2 separate regions of the Capra hircus genome follow, and region 1 is linked to region 2. Evidence: chromatin contacts called from public Hi-C data. All regions are on one chromosome and are shown on one strand. Each heading gives the region's core, a stretch centred on a gene start, on an enhancer-like site or on the middle of the called end of the contact. The rest is flanking DNA. Distances are from core to core; before and after follow the strand shown. Region 1 overlaps NUMA1 (nuclear mitotic apparatus protein 1). Region 2 holds the start of LOC102173865.

Region 1 (3,123 bases), core at 329-2,828, 55 kb before region 2:
CTTGAGGTGGGGATGGCAGATAGCTCCTGAATCAAAGACGAGAACTCTGTGTCCATAGCTATATGGGGGAGGGGACTGACAAGCACTGTGCTAGAAGCTCTGAGTGCCTGTGTGCTCAGCTTTTCAGCTGCACCTGACTTTTTGACCCTATGGACTGTAGCCCACCAGGTTCTTCTGTACATGGGATTCTCTAGGCAAGAATACTGGAGTGGTTGCTATGCATTCCTCTGGGGGAATCTTCCCAATGCAGGGATCAAACCTGCATCTCTTATGTCTCACTGCACTGGCAGGGAGATTCTTTCAAGCTAGCACCACCTGGGAAGCCCACTGGAAGCTTTGCATGTGTCCTTATTTACTCTGCACGTCAATCTTAAGAGCAATTAATCATCTTCATTTTACAGACAGGGAACCCCTGTCTAGGAAGGTCACACAAACAGTAGAGTAGAAGGGCAAGACCTCAATCTTACCCTGCCTGTGCCCCTATACCCATCACTTAAGCAATTAATTTAGGGTTACCACGGGAAACTGTTCTCCCAGCAAGGGGAAGAAGGTAACATGGATCTTTCTGTCTCCTTGGAGTGGAAGGAATGGGAACCCAAGGTGATGAGTCCCCAAAATCAACCCCCTGCTCTCCCTGGATCTGAGACTCATACTCTGGGACTCGGGATACTCTCCTCCAACTGGTGCAGGCCAGACCCAGAGAAGGCACCCTGGCCATACTCATCTTGGTGGCACACAGTGGGTGGCCTCAAGCCTCTGCCCCTCCCGACACCTGAGACCTGGTTCTTCTGGCCACCCGAGCCCCAGGAAGCAGCTCCTTCCCAGCCAGAAAGAAAGGTGCTTACTCTGCAGAAAACTGCACACAAACTCCAGTCTCTCCTGCACCGGCCGCTGCAGGATTTGCTGCCCCTCATCAGTGCCAAGGCTAGAAAAAGAACAAGTGTTAGAACCAGAGTACTTGGCCAGCCTTCCCTCCTGGCTACTGCATTACCTGCCACCTTCCCATCCCTTCAGGATGGGTCTCTGTTGGATCTGATGGAGAACCAGGCCAGGCGCTGGAAGCAGGGGAGAAGACACCATTTACCCAGAAGGAACTGTGTGGTGGCTGAGAAGTGGGGACTTGAGGCCTGAGGCCCTCCTGGAAAAGACGGCACTCTGCCACCCCATTTGTGAATATGGAAAAGCTCTGTGGGAAGCGGGCTGAGAAGTGATGGAGGCAGCACAGATGGATGGGAAGTTGGGGTCAATAGTCCGGAATGGCTCAAGTGTAAAAGGTCAGGACGCCTGGGAACACGTGACAAGAGGACAAGTGCGTGAGGACTATGTACGCGGCTAGAGTTAAGAGAGGACTATGGAAACGGGAAATCAGATCCAAGAACTGAAAGAGCAGGTGGGAACAAGGCTCTGAAGTGGCATGGCAAAGGTCAACACTCACTAGGCTGAAGGCTGAGGTGGCCTCCGAGGGGCCAGGCCAAGGGACAATCACTCTTGATCTGTGACCTTCCTGGCGCTGGTTTAAGTGGAAATGTGAGTAAAGTGTGAAGAGCAAGGATGGCAGGGAGCAGCAGGGGGCGCTCTCATACAGGCCTGGCCCTAGCCCCTTTCGCTAAATGCAGTTTCATTTTCAGAAGTGACTACCCTCATTTAAAAGTTAGAAAGTCGACTTTTCTATCGAGGCTACAGCTGAAGATACTGATTAAAAGGCCTCCTGTTATTCAGATCCCACAGCTCCAGGTTTCAATCCACTTTCCAGAGGGCAGGGCAGACTTGAGAATCCCCCTGCAAAGCACAGAAGCATCCCAGCCAAGACTGGGAGTTACTCTGTCCAGCTCTGGAGTGATTACAAAGGCTTCTTCCAAGGGAAGCCCCACAAGCAGCACTCTGGGTACCTGGTCTGTGATTAGGGACACCTACAAATTCCTTCAGAGATGCTAATCTCCTCACAGACTCCTGAAAGAGCCATCCTCCCTACCCACCTAGGTGTATTCCATTTGATAAAAAAAAATAAACATGGTACTTCGGTTAAATGTTTGAGAAATACTGGGTTAAATCCAACTGAACATTTTCTAAAGAAGAAGGCATAACAGGCATTATTTCCTAAACATATCTGACCACAAAACACATTTTTTTCCCCACTGAGCCCCTGAGATAGTATAGTCACATGGAACATGCTTTGGAAAACACTGGTCCTGGGGAAACACAGCCCATCCTTTAAGAAGACAGCATTCAAGTCTCATCTCTGGCAGGAAGCCAAGCAGAACCACTGCTAGTCATGTCTCCCCCTCCTTCTCAGGCATTCCTACAACACTCCACGGACCCATGCACATCATTTATAAGTGACCACTCTGTGTGAGCTGAAAGATAGGAATACAGCAGGTGCTGAATACATATGGGCTGACTGACCAATGAGGAACGCTTTTAACTGGCATGAGCAGAGGTCAACATCAGTAAGGCAAGTATCAGGGCTTTAAGTTTTCTGGGAAAATGCCTCCATTGAACTTTGATTTGCAAGCCTCACAGATATCAAAGAGATGGGATAGCCTATTTGGTTCAGGCTATTCATACACAGAAAAATGGAGAAACTTGTCAGAGGGGTTGACTCTAATGAATTTTCCGAGAGAGAAAGCCAAGTGGCCAAGGAACAAGCATTTGTTCGATTCCCACAGATTCTATCTGCTGCCAACCCAGCCCTCCTTCATTGTCTTTCCCTGAGAACCAGGTGTCTGATTTCTGTTAGCAACAGTAGGAGCTGTTCACAAACGAATCAGCCAGAACACATTCACCAATAACATTTTCCCAAAGAAAGTTGGTCAGCATCACCCTGTATCTGCGGTGAAGATCAGGGTTAACCTGGGATTTCAATAGCACTTCCAACCAACACACACACACTCTCTCTCTCCCCACTGCTACTGTTCTCCCCACCTGTCTCTTCTAATCTAAAGCTCAGGCAGCACCTTAGAATAACTTGGAAAATGGGCATCTTGAACTTTTCACCTGCCTTATGCAAATTTCCCACTGAGTTATAAACTTACAGTGGCTAAACCAAGGATATACATCCTTACCCCTGGACACATCTACTGCTTTTGTCATCAGGCAAGGAAATTTATCTCCTCAAAAGCAAAA
Region 2 (3,068 bases), core at 306-2,805:
AGCTGGTGCTACACAAATTCAGAAGCCCTTTGGAACGCCACTGAGGTTCTCTGATGGTCAAGGAGACTAATGATTAAAAAAATCTGCCCTTAAATACTGTAAGCTAAAATCCATGTCCTGTAGGGCTGAACTCTGGGGTCCTAACACAGGACTCACTTTGAGAAAATATCCAGTCTTAGAGGCATCAAACTCGTTGTGGGTCCTCAAGTCTAGGTGAGAACACAAGCCACCTTCCTCTATTTCTACAAAATAATAAAGTGTTTTTTGTTACGTCTGTAGATTTGATATCCAAAGATGCAGAACTCCCGACAACCCATGCCCACCAGGTCCATCCCACACTTGACAATTCAGCTGTCAAGTGACTCAAGCCAGCACTTTCCCAAAACTCAGTTGAGAATGCTTTTTTTCCTAACCTGTGTGCTGACAGACCTCTCTTTTTTATATATATTTTATTTTTTGACTGCACTGCACGGCTTGTGGGATCTTAGTTCCCCAACCAGAGATCAAACCTGCACCTTCAGCAGTGAAACCACTGGACCACCAGGGAATTCCTGAGGCTGCTGCTTTTTGAGAGGAAGAAATTCACTTTCCATTCCTCTAAACCTGTTCACCTCTATCCTTGCATATGTTAAGTCACCAAAAAACGAATTTACCTGGACTGTATTAAGCTTAAGCTTAATTACAAGCTACCAGGTCTGTGGTTTTTAAGAGAAATTCCATTTTAATAACATTTGAGAATTTCATTGTCTCTCCATACAAATGATTTGTTTCTTTGAATCAAATGATGTGAACCACATATGCTAAGTTTTCCCCTTTTGCTTCAGCTTCCAGGAATTTTGGGGATAAGCAGTTTTCTAATTCCCTGGTACATCTGTCTCACTTCCTTTATTCTGGCTTCTAATCTTTCTCTTCTATGTTTTCATTTTCTGCATCCATACTGTCCAGTATGGCAGCCTGTATTCACATGCGGCTACTGAGCACTTGACAGGTAGCTTGTTCCAGCTGGGATGTGCTATAAGTGTAAAGTATCTCAATTTTTAATATTGATTATATGTTGAATGACATTTTGGACATAATGGGTTAAATAAATTACTAAACCTAATTTCACCTGTTTCTTTTGACTTTTCTTTATACAGCTATAGGAAAATTCAAATTATGTATATGGGGAAAAAACTACACACATGGCCAGCATTTGTGATATTCATTATATTTCTGTCAGGACAGCTCTTTTCTACAAATCATCCTTTTCCATGAGTGTGTTATTACCATAAAATACCTCAAGTCCTTTGGGAAAACAAGTAGTAACTGCCACAGTGACAGCAGTGGACGGCGTGAGAAGGGGAGGCTGACTGGGACACATGCTTGTCAGTCTATTTACCTTGTGTTTGTGCCACATACAAACCCCCTCTGGCAAAGTATGCCAGCTCTCCCTCCCCAGGCGAGTGGTGGTCTTATGGCTCTGCCCAGTCTGAGAAAATTCTCAGCTTTATTTGAGCCAACAAATTGGAAAGGATCTGATAAGACAATTCACACCACATTGTGAATGACGGTAACACTGTTCACCCCTCTCAGGGGGTATTTCCATTTTAACAGGGGACAATCCCTGAACCCAAAGGAGTGAATCCCTAATGGTGGAGTTTCATGCATCAGTGACAGGTGAGTGAGAGTGAGGCAGACTCTGGTTTTATGTGTACGTGTGTTTATATATGTACTACTACATTCAGGATGTAGCTAAAAGTAAGGTCTCTTGATGGAAAGATGACGGGGGATGGGGGTGGGGGCCGACAGACAAGCAGAGAAGGTAGCAAATCCCCATCTGTGTCAGGCTGTAAAGGGCTGGCAGACACCAAATCCACTACAGGCCCTCAGGGGTTTGTTAAGCAACAGAATAGCCCAGTTGATGTCACCAGAGGATAGGTATCAAGACAGCCTCTGTGGTAGCTACTGTGGAGTAGCAGGAAGGGTCTCAGAGTAGGATTCAGGAGACTATGATGGCAGTCCTCAGCTGACTCACTGGCTTAACTTTGGGCAAGTGCTTCCACCCTGGGGTCTCAGTTTCTTCGTCTGGAAAGTAGAAGGTGTTTTAACTGTCAGTGAACTCTCGGGGATATGAAGGTGCTCGGAGAAGTAGGAAGTGCCCTACGAATGCAAGGAATCATGATTGGGATCTTCAAGTAGAAATGCAGCCACACAAACCTGGGGTGGAGGGCTCTGGGGAAAACCCGAGGGCCGAACACCAGTCCTTCTCTGTCCTCCCAGGCTGAACCCGGATTCCCAGGGCCCATGCTTACACCTGACAAATGATGGCCTGAGCTATGAACAAACGGAACTATATGAACACTTCGGTGCAAGAGCCCCCTCTTGACTACTCCTTCCGAAGCATCCACGTGACCCAAGGTCAGCAACCAGAGCACGGCACTCCACTCACCATGGCAGCAGGCTGGGTGTGGTCCCTAGGGAGAAAACAGCCTTTTCTTTAAAAGCCTAAAGAGATTCTTCCCATAAGCCTATGGGATTTTTGTCATCATTTTGGGGAGAAGTAGTGGGTAGGGAGGTGGGAGTAGAAGAATCTGGCATTTAAAAAAATCAGCACATCTGAAAGGAACCAAGGGAGCTTTTAGGGTAACTGATGCTCTTCAAAAGAATCCAGGCTACAGCAGGAAAGTCAGGTGGAAGAAAACTGGGGAGCCAGTCTATCAGCTGATAGTTTTATTCTCCGTTTCTTACTTGGAGAGAAGAGACTAATGAAAGAAAAATACAGGCTGCTTCAGCATCCCAGTCAACAGGCAGAACCTACTCTCCTGTCTCAGACACAAGCCTGTCCTGATCACCGGTAGAAACATGCACGGTCTTGTTACTAACAAACTGGCATGTTTCCAGTCGAAATAGTTATTGACAAATTTTATATTCATTCCGGTCATATCCAAGTTTATTCCATTATCACCCACGTTTATTGCATGTGCCAGCACCGCCCATGCTCATTTTATCTTTCAGCGTGTTTGTAAGGGGGTAGTTAGTACTTCTCAGGAGGGGACAGAGGAAGGCTTCAGCAAGATCATATTCTCAAG

Evidence for each region. Hi-C and Micro-C count contacts between places; a contact is called where the count stands out from the background.
Region 1: a Hi-C map of blood shows a contact between it and region 2, with 7 times the contacts expected there. The contact joins the enhancer-like site here to the promoter of LOC102173865 in region 2. A contact is called at or near these places in 4 of 5 Hi-C or Micro-C datasets (blood and liver).

Annotation. Positions count from the first base shown.
Region 1 is chr15:31,764,841-31,767,963 of ARS1.2, reverse strand. It overlaps NUMA1 (nuclear mitotic apparatus protein 1), which reads right to left. Exons shown (of 27, transcript XM_013969704.2): 5 at 846-925. Among named protein-coding and RNA genes, the nearest start is that of IL18BP, 24 kb to the left of the region's middle. Within about 2 kb of position 1,578, at least 2 of the 5 cell types and tissues checked have an H3K27ac peak or open chromatin away from gene starts, as enhancers often do.
Region 2 is chr15:31,709,504-31,712,571 of ARS1.2, reverse strand. LOC102173865 reads left to right here and starts at 1,555. Exons shown (of 6, transcript XM_018059413.1): 1 at 1,555-2,397. The coding sequence starts at 2,316.